2 separate regions of the Triticum aestivum genome follow, and region 2 is linked to region 1. Evidence: chromatin contacts called from public Hi-C data. All regions are on one chromosome and are shown on one strand. The core of a region is the stretch at or near the end of the contact, and the rest is flanking DNA. Distances in the headings are between cores, read along the strand shown.

Region 1 (5,619 bases), core at 835-3,334:
GGGCTGGCCCATTTGGTCGTCGCTCGTTAGCCTCGTTGTTAAGAAAACAATAGTTGTTGGTCCTGGAAAACAAAACAGATATCTGGTTTTCTGAAGAAAAAACAAGAATTAAAAAATCAATAATATTTTTTTACAGATTTTTAAAAAGTTCAAGTATTTGGAAAAAAATAATGAATTTGAAAAAGGTTCACAGATTTTAAATAAGCTCTGGATTTGAAAAGAGAGTTCAGAAACTTAAAAAAAGAAACCAAAAGAGAAAAAAGAGGAAAAAAATCAAACAAACGAACAGAAAATCGACATAAAAATGGTTGTGCTTCGAAGGCAAGTGAGAATTTTATGGTCGTTGTAAACATTAGTGGTGGCTGTGCTTTTGCGGATAAAATTGCTATTGTCCTTTTTCCGCAAGTTGATTAGGGCCAAGTCTCCCCCCCATCGATCTTCATCGGCAAGCTCGTGGATTCTTCTCCCCTTCGTTAGCTGCTCTGACAACTGGTGGCGGGGAGGGAAATTCTAGTGCCTCGGCTCCGACTATTAGATAGGTTAGGCTTTTTAGTCCATGCAGGGCAGCGCTTAGGTGGATGGCGACGCTTCTTCATATCAGTCTTTCAGGCTTTGATCCTCCTCCAGTTCATCTATCAGGATGAATTAGATGGAACACCGGCGTAGATTTCAGCTAGGCCCTCGGGGTGTCGATGTCAGGGTTTCTCGTCCTGAGTATGTGATTGCGAGATCTGGTATTTGGTTCTTTGGATCGGTTCAAGGGTTCAACGGCGAACATTGCGGCTCCAAGGCACTGGGCTTTAGGAGCACGTGCACTTATTACTTTTCAGTTGTTATCGATAAGGTCAGACCGACTCTAGTACGGGAGCGGCGATAACAGCGGGTGGACGGGTTGTTCTACCGACATCAATGGTCGTTCGGTGGTTCAGGGACCTCGATGTCATTTTTATTATGTTTAGGATGCTTCGTACTTCTAATAAATCTTTGTAACAGATCTGAGTCATTTTTGCAAAAAAAAAAACAATTTACTATGGTTAAAAGAATCGGCCATGGAATCAGAGGGGTTTGTGTCTTGCAGAGTCGATTGTCCGGATCTAGTGTGTCATGTTGCTTCTGTTTGTGGTTTGACTATTTGTTGAAATCTTACCTTGACACTATGGCGAAGATCTTGTGGTTTGACTATTTGCTCTCCCCATCTTCCTCAAATACGTTGGCTTGGCCGCTTATGACTTTTCATCTCTTTGGATGAGTGATTCAAGGGCTTTCGGAAACTTTTATTGCATTTGACCTTCAAGGATTAATACCACAAAGAAGAGGTCTCTAAGAGGTTTCATTATAATTACTAAATGCAAGAGCTACATTGTAGTTTTTTTAATATTGTATCCATATCATTACACTCAAGCCCTAGGCAGGCCGAGCTGCCGCGTGGGGCGTGGCCTAAAATCTCTTTGTTAACTGTAGTAGGTAGGACACTGTTAAATCTTGGTCCTAGTTAAATCTTGGCACCGCCACTATATGCGAGTACAACTAAGTTACATGTATTAAAAGAAATGGTGAACTGACTATGGGTTACATCCAACATTGTATCTTTCGATGTTCTTTTTTTTCTGCTGATATTTGGATGCTTCGTTAGTATGTCACTGGATACTCGTGTTTTCATACCATTTCACCGGTATCTTGTACGTAACCACTATCATATTTTCGTATCATGCCCTGATCCTCTGCCGACGCACACGTAACTTTCAGCTGGGCATTTTCGTAGCACTAGTTTGGTATTTTCGCAGTACAAAATAAAACAAGCTCGTCACTGATTGCAAGACGGATCATGTGGCCGTATATGTACATTGCTACGACTCCGTACAAAACTCCAAGAAAAAGATGCCTCTATGATCTGCAATGGGCATGATGCTATGCTGGCTGCAGGCATAAATACATGGAGGAAGCACCTGTAATGCAGTATGTATGTATGGTTGATGATTTTTAAAAGCAGAGAGAAATGCATCCCGTGATCACGGGTAATGGTGTATAGCAGCCAGTTGGGCGAGTCCCGCCATCCACATGTGAACCGGCCCTGCCATCACGTCTGGCTCCTCCTTTCTCCATCCGCCATCTCCGTTCATTCATTCCTTCGTCCTTTTCCTCCTCTTGATTTGATCTGGTAGAGGAAGAAGAAGCTTAGCACTTGAGTTGCCGGCCTATAAATTCACACGCCCACCAACTGCATCAAGCCATTAACCACCAGAGTACGGCAACGAGTAACCAGCGAAAGCGGGCGATGGCAGCGGCCTCCGCCTACGCCGTTGCGGTCGCCCTCTTCTGCCTCCTCGCCGCCGATGGCTGCTGCGGCTGCTTTTGGTTTCTGCCTGCCATATTCTGCCCTGGACACTCCCCCACGCCTACACCCGCCCCCGCTACCCCCACCCCCAGCCCCGGCACCGGCACCGGCACCAACGTCGACGGCGGCGGCTGGCTCGACGCCAGGGCCACCTGGTACGGCGCTCCCGGAGGCGCCGGGCCTGACGACAATGGTGGCGCGTGCGGGTTCAAGAACGTGAACCTGCCGCCGTTCAACGCCATGACGTCGTGCGGCAACGAGCCGCTCTTCAAGGACGGCAAGGGATGCGGCTCGTGCTACCAGGTCAGCTGCTGTGGCCGACATTGCAGTTACTTGACAGTGACGGTAGAGTGCTTGTCGTTTCGTTTGTTTTTCCAGGCTGATGGATCTTGGATTGTTGCGTTGCGTTGCGTGCAGATAAGGTGCGTGGCTCACGCAGCGTGCTCCGGCGTCCCTGAGACGGTGATCATCACCGACATGAACTACTACCCGGTGGCCCGCTACCACTTCGACCTCAGCGGCACCGCCTTCGGCGCCATGGCCAAGGACGGCCGAAACGACGAGCTCCGCCACGCCGGCATCATCGACATGCAGTTCAAGAGGGTGCCGTGCCAGTACCCGGGGCTGTCGGTGACGTTCCACGTGGAGCAGGGGTCGAACCCGAACTACCTGGCGATCCTGGTGGAGTACGAGAACGGCGACGGCGACGTGGCGCAGGTGGACCTCATGGAGTCGCGGCCGGACAATGGTGAGCCGACTGGGGTCTGGACGCCGATGAGGGAGTCGTGGGGCTCCATCTGGCGGTTGGACACGCACCGCCCGCTGCAGGGGCCCTTTTCGCTGCGGGTCACCAACGAGTCCGGCAGGTCGCTCGTCGCCGGGCAGGTCATCCCGGCCGACTGGCAGCCCGACACTGTGTACAGCTCCCTCGTCCAGTTCGATTGACCCCTTCCACTCATCCGTGGAAGGCATCCATGCACGTCCATGCATGGCTTAATCGTGCCAAGCTAGCTGAGACGTCGCTTGTGACGTCCGGTGTGTGTGGTCTTCGTGTGCTACTACGTGTTCTCTCTCGTAGCGCATACGTTTTTCATGGTATACGTGTCTCGTCCAATACAATAAAGACATTTTAGCTACTAGTACAAGGGCCTGTGCGTCTACATTTTGCTGCATCACTGAGATACACTATCACTCAATTTCATGAAATCATGAACAATTTTTGAAATGATGAACATTTTTTTAAACTTGTGCACATATCTAAAATTGTGAACATTTTTCAAATCCATGAACACAATTACAAAATTTCGAACATTTTCTAAAATCAAGATCATTTTTTGAATTTATGGACCTTTTATACAATTTGCAAACATTTTTTAAATAGTGAATATATTTTTAAACAACTTTCTTGAATCCATGAACAATTCTAGAATCAACGAATATTTTTTTAAAATTGGTGCAACAATTTTTGAAATTATTGAACATTTTTTGATCTAGCAAAAGGGCTCGTGCATTGCAACGAGAGAAAAAAAATTATAATCTTCAATGGACATGACCACATTTTGCTGCATCACCGAGATACACTATCACTCTCATTTTCGTGAAATTGTGAACAATTTTTGAAAATCATGAACATTTTCTAAAACTCGTGAACATATCTGAAATCACGCACATTTTTCAAATTCATAAAACAAATTGTAGATTTTCGAACATTTTCTAAAATCATAGAAATTTTATACTATTTACATTGTTTTAATTGTGAACATATTTTGAAATGTTTTTCTTGAATAGACAAACATTTCTAGAATCGGCGAACATTTTTTTGGAAATTGTTTTGTGGAACAAATTTTGAAATTCACGAACATTTTTTATTTAACGAATATTTCTTGAAATGCATGATAATTTTTTCAAACAACGAACATTCTATGAATCAATAAAGTATTTTGTAAGTCATGAACAGTTTTTGAAGTTTTAGGATATTTTTCAATTCATGAACATTTTTTGAACTGGTGAAATTAGGTTTAATTTCATTAACATTTTGAATAGACAAACTTTTCAAAAAATAATAAACAGTTTTTAATCCCGAACATTTTTTAAAAAATTGTGAATATTAAGACTCACGAACATTTTCTGCGTCCACAAACATGTATGAATCATTAAACATTTTAGTTCAAAATTCTAATTTTTTTAATTTTCAGAACTTTTGTTATCCCCAAATTATTTAAATGAGAAAAAAAAGGAAGACGGAAAACAAACCAAAGATAAATACGAAATTTATAAAAACCACCGCCTGGATATGGGCCGACCCAAACAGACATGTTGTATAGAAGGTTTCTACAGGGCCGGCCCAGACAGGGATTCCCCTGTGGGAAATATTTTTTATACTTATAGGTGGCATCGATGGGTAACAGTTTCGAACTTTGGATTAATTTCCATGACGTACCGCCACAAGCAATATCCCCTTTATTTTTACTAGCAAAAGGGCCATGGTTTGCACTGGAAGAAATGACTACATTTTGCCGCATCACCGAAATACACTATCACTCTCAATTTTGTGAAATTATGAACATTTTTTTAAACTCGTAGACATATCACAAATCGTGAACATTTTTACAAATTTTCAAACATTTAATGAAATCAAGAACATTTTTTCAATTTATGAACATTTTATACAATTCAAATGAGCTTTTTTTTCAAAAAAATTGAATCGGCGGACGTTTCTAGAATCAAAGAAATTGTTTTTCGTAATTGGTGGGGCGATTTTTAAAATTCAAGAACATCTATTTGATCTAGCAAAAGGGCTCATGCGGTGCAATGGGAGAAAAATAATTCATAATCTCTAACGGCCATGGCCAAATTTTGCTGCATCATCGAGATACACTATCACTCTCATTTTTTTGAAATCATGAACAATTAAAAAAAATATGTGAACATATCTGAAATCATGAACAATTTTTAAATTCGTGAACATTTTTATAGATTTTCAAACTTTTCTAATATGAACATTTCATAATTTTTGCAAACATTTTTTTTAATTGTGAACATTTAAAAAAAATCTTGAATAGGCAAACATTTGTAGAATCAACGAAAATTATATTATTATACGATTATTCTTTGCATACTACACAACGTGTAACTTCAATGTAAAGTTGTGTGCGAGTTTTTTCTCATTTCCTTTCTTCTTAAAAGGTAATATCAATGCCAAAGATTGATTCTTCTTTAAACAATGTTATTATTCGGATTTTATTTTAGTTTTCATTTCATTTTCTTTCTTCTGTAATGGTAAT
Region 2 (5,939 bases), core at 1,391-3,890, 250 kb before region 1:
TGATTCGTCTTAGATCTGTGATTTGTACCTATTGGTGGTCCATTTATAGCATGTTGTTTGCTGTAGATGTATATTCGTGCTCATAGGTTGTCATGTATGCTTAGTATGATAGCAATGAACTATATGTGCTTAGTATGATAGTCATGAACCATGTACATGTATGTTGCTGCTTTCATGGATTGTCTGGTATGCTGTGTGTTATGCTTACCATCAATGCATGCTATGATTGTAGGACATGACCACGCAGACGCAAGATCTTAGTCAGGCACTTGTCCTGTCCGACAGCCAGTTTGCTCCATCTTTTGTCAAGGACTCGCAGCCTATGTCCGAGATGGCACCTGATTTAGAGGTGTTCGCGCCTGATTCCCTCTATGTGACAGTAGTGCTCGTTGAGCCAACTCCTGCTGTTGATGCTGCTGCCGCCGTCGCACTCAAGGTAGCAGCAGCAAAGGCAAAGAAGGATGGTAGGTCGAACAACATGAAGTGGCAGCCGTTCATGTCCACGTTCGTGCTGAACAACATGTGTGAGCTCATCTCTAGTGGAGTTAGGACTAACAAGGGCTTCAAGGAGGTGCACTTGAACACTGTTGCGAAGCAGGTGTTCGAGTTCTGTGGGCAGGAGGTGTCTGCCACCCAGGTGTACAACCACCTGAGGAAGTGAAGAGGTCGATGGATCCAAGTGTCCAAGCTGAGAGACCTTAGCGGCGCCTCATGGGATGAGAACACTTGCTCCATAGTTCTGGAGGCAAAGCACTACACCGGCCATGTCGCGGTTAGGTCACAGCCCTCTTCCTTTTCATACTGTCCACCATTGCCTACTCCTAATCGCAACTAACAACACTTGTGTTTCATTCTTAGGACCACCCAAGGGACGCTGAGTTCCTCAACACACCCATACAGAACTACAGCCAGATGCAACACATCTTCTCCTTCGGGCTGGCAACTGGGAAGCATGCCATGGGCTCGGGGGAGCCTCTTGGTTCTCCCATGCCAGACTTCCCTGGGACCCCGGACGTCGAGGTCCTTGATGGCCCTGACAAGCCAGCTGCGAAGCCCTTCGACAAGCCATTTTACCCCGTCCATGATAGGAAGAGGAAGAGAGGAGGCCTGATGGAGGAGGATATCAATGTCTTTTGCAGCATGACTGAGGCAGTGAAGGAGGTTGCAACAGCCATCAGGGAGTGCAAGCCCCTCGACGTCCACCCTGACCTGTATGGCGCTGTCATGACCCAGGGTGGCTTCAGTGACGAGGCTCTCATGGCAGCTCTCAGCCACCTGCTTGACAACAAGGCCCAGGGTGTTGGGTTCGTTGCCATGGCAGACGCTCACAGGGTGCTGTGGATCAGGAGCTGGTTGGGCAAGCACTACTACTAGAGTAGTGCTGCCTGTGAGCGTGCATGATCCCCGACGGTGATGGTGGTGGCGACGACGACGACGATGACGATGACGACGAACATTTTGTGTAGCTAGGGCTGAAAACAATTTGATGGTTTGTATATTTTGGTGAGGTGGTATATACTAACCCCTCACGATGATGGGAACTTATGGTGGTAGGATGACACCCTCTTTTTGATGTGGTGGTAGGTTAACATCAAGGTAGTGCTAGGTTAAACTTGTTATGCCGTATGATCATGCATGCTTTACTTCTCTTCTGCTCCATTGTTGTTTGTGTGCTACTTTGCTTGCTACTTGTGTGTTCCATTGATTTGTTGCTTCAGCTCTTGCTCTTGTGCATTGCTAAGGCAAGTGGTATGCCGTGTTCATCGGTGATGCTTCAGGGGTTTATAGTTCATGGGAAGAAGCCAATGCACAAGTGACATCGTATAGCAACAACATTTATAGAGGGTTCAAGACTAGGCAGGCAGCAGAACAAGCTTACTCCGCCTAGGTGCGAAAGCACGGAGGCAGCAGTGTTGACAGTGGCAAGGTTGGAGGTGTCAAAGTGGAAGGTGCTAAGATGGATCGTCAGTTTGGGCTGAAGCTGAAGAACTTCATCATTTTCGCCCAGTTCATCGTCATTGCTGTGTTGTGGCGTTGATGTGCTAGGTGTGATCATTATGGGTAAGCTCATCAACTAGTGTACAAGGTAAGCACAACATGTATGTTGTATGCAAGCAGACGCCGTGTTCATGTACCGCTAGAGCCAATGCATGCAACCAAACAAAGTGCACTTACGTATTATCTAATGCAGTGACACTAGATGCAGGCAACCAAACAACTTGCAAATGACGCATTAGGGTCTGTTTTTGCTCAATCAGGTTGGGTCGAGAAGTGTATGCGATGCAGGAACTGTTCACAACGACAACCAAACACACCCTAGGAGTAGAGATAAAGCAGAGCGTCCCGAGTGTCTTTTCTCTAAAGAAATAACAAAGCACAAATGGGTATGAAATCTCGTTCATGTGTTTTGCTCAGCAAACAACGGCGTGATGCGCCGTGCAACCAATCTGACAATACGTTGGTCACAAAAGTAAACCTAAACTTGGCGTGTCGATCACACCGCAAATCAGCTCGGCGCCTTCTCACTCACTCCGACCACCCCTTGCCCTTGATGTAGGCCGTGTTTTCCCCAAGTCTGTTCGCTCATATCCGCGCGCAGCCACTTGGGTGGACGAATGAATTTCCTTCTCATCTTTTGGGTGTTCGTTTGACCAAGTTTGCCAATCAGGGTCCCGCCTCTCACCGGGGTTCCAACTGGATGGTGCCAGTCGAGAAAGGAGATTAGACAAAACGGGGCTCGTGACGACTACTTGATCGGGACCAGTCAAACCCAAACCACCAACCGCCCCTTCCCTTCACGCATCTCCATGGGGTCCGAAGCCAACGGCGGCGCCGCCGCGATTGACCTGCTCCGCTCGGCGGCACCCTTCCTGCCGGACGCCGACCTCCTCCTGACGCCCGGCACGGGGCTCGTCCTCGTCGACCTCGTTAACGGCTTCTGCACCGTCGGCGCCGGGAACCTCGTGAGTTCTGCTCCCCCTCCTCTGCTCTGTTTTTGAGTATACTGGTGACGAGCCTTCGCGCGAGGTTGATCGGCTCTTGCGGGAGCTCGGTGGTCCGGTGGATGCATGCCGCCATGCCGAAAGAGTTGGAGTTTTGCTGGTTGCTCTACGATGGGGACGCGAGTGAATAGGCCAGATATCCTCTCGCAGCTTCCTCCTGTCTTGCTTCTTGGCTCTTGTTGTTCTCTTCTTGTCACTCACTTCTCGCTCCGTCTCGTGCTTATTTCTTCTCTTTTCTCTTTCTGGCCCATCTTGAATCTCCACTTTCCCTTTTCTTCCTCCCATGAATATCAATCTGCATGAAGTATTACTTGTTTTACTTATATATAAGAAAGTTGGCGTCTGCAGGCCCCCGTCACGCCGAATAAGCAGATCGAGAAGATGGTGGAGGAGTCTACCAGGCTTGCCAAGGTGTTCTGCCAGAGGAACTGGCCGGTCTTTGCGTTCCTTGATACCCACCACCCCGATAAACCCGAGCCGCCTTTTCCGCCGCACTGTATCATCGGTTCCGGTGAAGAAAACTTTGTTCCAGGTTACTCCACATTTTTCTTATTATTACTTCTCTTAAGCCTATCGCAGAGCATGTTCAGTTTCTATGAACTGATTCTTTCATGTTGAATTGGGATATGCTAAATCGATGGTTTTGGCAACCTGATAAGATATGGGAGAATGACAACAGAATACGTTCCATATCTGGATTCTGACGAAGTTCAATCTGCTATATGCAGCTCTTGAGTGGCTGGAGAATGATCCAAATGTGACAATGAGGCGCAAGGACTGTATTGATGGTTATCTTGCTTCATTTGAGAAGGATGGGTCCAATGTTTTCAGCGAGTGGGTCGCAAAGTTCCAGATCAAAACCGTAAGAGATCCTTCCTATTTAAATGTTCGGTGAAAAAAAGTGTGATCCCCGTTTATAAGTGACTCGTGAATTTGCTTGATGCAGGTTTTGGTCGTAGGAATATGCACTGACTTCTGTGTTTTGGACTTTGTGAGTTCTACTCTGGCTGCAAGAAACATTGGCCGAGTGCCCCCGTTGGAAGATGTTGTGATCTATTCCGAGGGATGTGCGACATTTGACCTCCCTGTCGAAGTAGCCAGGAGTATCAAAGGAGCTTTGGCCCATCCACAGGTACTCGGCCACTAAACTCTACTATGCATAGTCAGTGAGAGTGTAGACTTCAGAAAGAGAGTAGATAGCTTTCGTATTCTGGAGCATGTAATTTTAGCTAGTACTTCCTCCGTCCCAAAATAAGTGTCTTAACTTTGTACTAGCTCTAGTACAAATTTATACTAAGCTCAAGACACTTATTTTGAGACGGAGGGAGTATTAGGTTTTGTAAAACAGAAGACATTGAAGGAGTTCCCAGCATCCAGAGTTCATATACCATACCAAAATCCCATGCCATGTGATCCGGAGTTTTTATAGCTATATAGAACATCAACAAAGAGGAAAATTGTGTTCTGCCTAAAAAAAGTGCACTAGTTTTACATGGAAAATGCACTGTCGTGTTGGCTGCGAAGTATTTACGCGTAGAGTTCATCTGCTTTCTCTTGACCTGAAAGTCACTGCATAGGCACAACGGTAGCAAATTTGCTTTGATATCTTGTGCGTTCCCTTGCTCATTAAAAGAAAAAAACATGGACTTATAGCTAAGCTTTCATAATGATGCAGGATCTTATGCATCACATGGGACTTTACATGGCCAAATCAAGGGGTGCGAAGATAGTTGACGGAATTCTTGAAGAATAAGACTAGATCATTCATCAGGTCTGAGTCTTGCTGGAAGGACCGTGCTATAGTTCTATGTAGTCCTCCTGTTTATCCACTCTATGTAGAATAATCAGATGCTGTATCTGCCCCCTGTGCACAGACACTGTTCTATGGGCCATGCATGGTTATCTGTAATTATCCAAGCAGTAATGTTAACAAGCATTTACTTTACAGTAAGCAGAATAGATACCATTTCCAATCTGTGTTTTGGTGCCGCGTAGTTTCTATATATTCTGGGTTCCAAGGTTGTGCATCATAGAATATGAACCAATAAGCTGCTGATGAGATTGCTTGGATAGACATGGATTGGACCGGGTAGTCTCCTCGTCAGACCTCACGATGTGTGTTGCCTAGTGCCACCATATCCATGGGGCCAGGGCGTATGCTGTCCGCCGCCGAGCAACCTGCTGACGGAAAAAGGGCCTCATGGTCTGTAAGTTCACAATTACAGTTCTTCAAACAGGATCCTTTAGCTCCACCATTGGAGCAAAGCAAACGCCACATCGCACAAATGCTTTATCATTGCAATCCACCAAGGATTCATAAACAAAATCATTGGAGCAAACAAGCGTGCAGTTGTTCTTGCTATACCTATATTGCTGCTCCTGCCACAGGGAAATCTTTTGTGTTCAACTACTTTCTAATTAGATAGAATTAAAAAAAAACTGACAAGACCGGCGAACATAAATAAATGTACTCAATACAGGTCAATATTATTACAGTTTTTACAACAGTTGTACAACACTACAACAGGTCAGTCCATGCATCAGCAAACACCCGTCAATACCCCTCTCAAACAAGACAAGAGGGCTGGGTGCTAAGTTATATACAAACGAGCCATGATATTTGAGTGAGGCTGCTGGGGCATCGTCGGTTAACAGACAACCAGGACACGAAAAATTCTACCTCTTGAGCTTTTGCTGCGCTTCCAATGCAGCAGAGTCTTCTATTTCCACCCTCTAGTTTTTTCCTGCCCTAGAGGCCAGTAACTTCATGCGCCATGTGCCTCTAGGCATTCACGGGGCAGGGTGTTCCAATCCAATCGAATCCATATGTTCAATGCTTGACAAGATCTAACGGTGCTGCTGATGGTCACAAACCTGGCAGCTCCTAGCAGACCTAGGGTTTGCAAATGTGCACTGATCACAGGCCCAAATGTTCCC

What was found. A called contact is a pair of places that touch in the nucleus more often than the background predicts.
Region 2: a Hi-C map of leaf shows a contact between it and region 1, with 6 times the contacts expected there. The contact joins the promoter of LOC123137407 here to the promoter of LOC123134219 in region 1. A contact is called at or near these places in 2 of 5 Hi-C or Micro-C datasets (both in leaf).

Annotation. Positions count from the first base shown.
Region 1 is chr6B:446,668,759-446,674,377 of IWGSC CS RefSeq v2.1, reverse strand. LOC123134219 (expansin-B7) reads left to right here and starts at 2,084. Exons shown (of 2, transcript XM_044553503.1): 1 at 2,084-2,638; 2 at 2,753-3,474. The coding sequence starts at 2,276. The coding sequence ends at 3,280.
Region 2 is chr6B:446,919,739-446,925,677 of IWGSC CS RefSeq v2.1, reverse strand. LOC123137407 (nicotinamidase 1) reads left to right here and starts at 2,640. Exons shown (of 5, transcript XM_044557158.1): 1 at 2,640-2,963; 2 at 3,351-3,534; 3 at 3,731-3,864; 4 at 3,949-4,134; 5 at 4,678-4,977. The coding sequence starts at 2,808. The coding sequence ends at 4,755. LOC123137406 (probable E3 ubiquitin-protein ligase ARI8) reads right to left here. Exons shown (of 15, transcript XM_044557156.1): 15 at 5,456-5,939. The coding sequence ends at 5,850.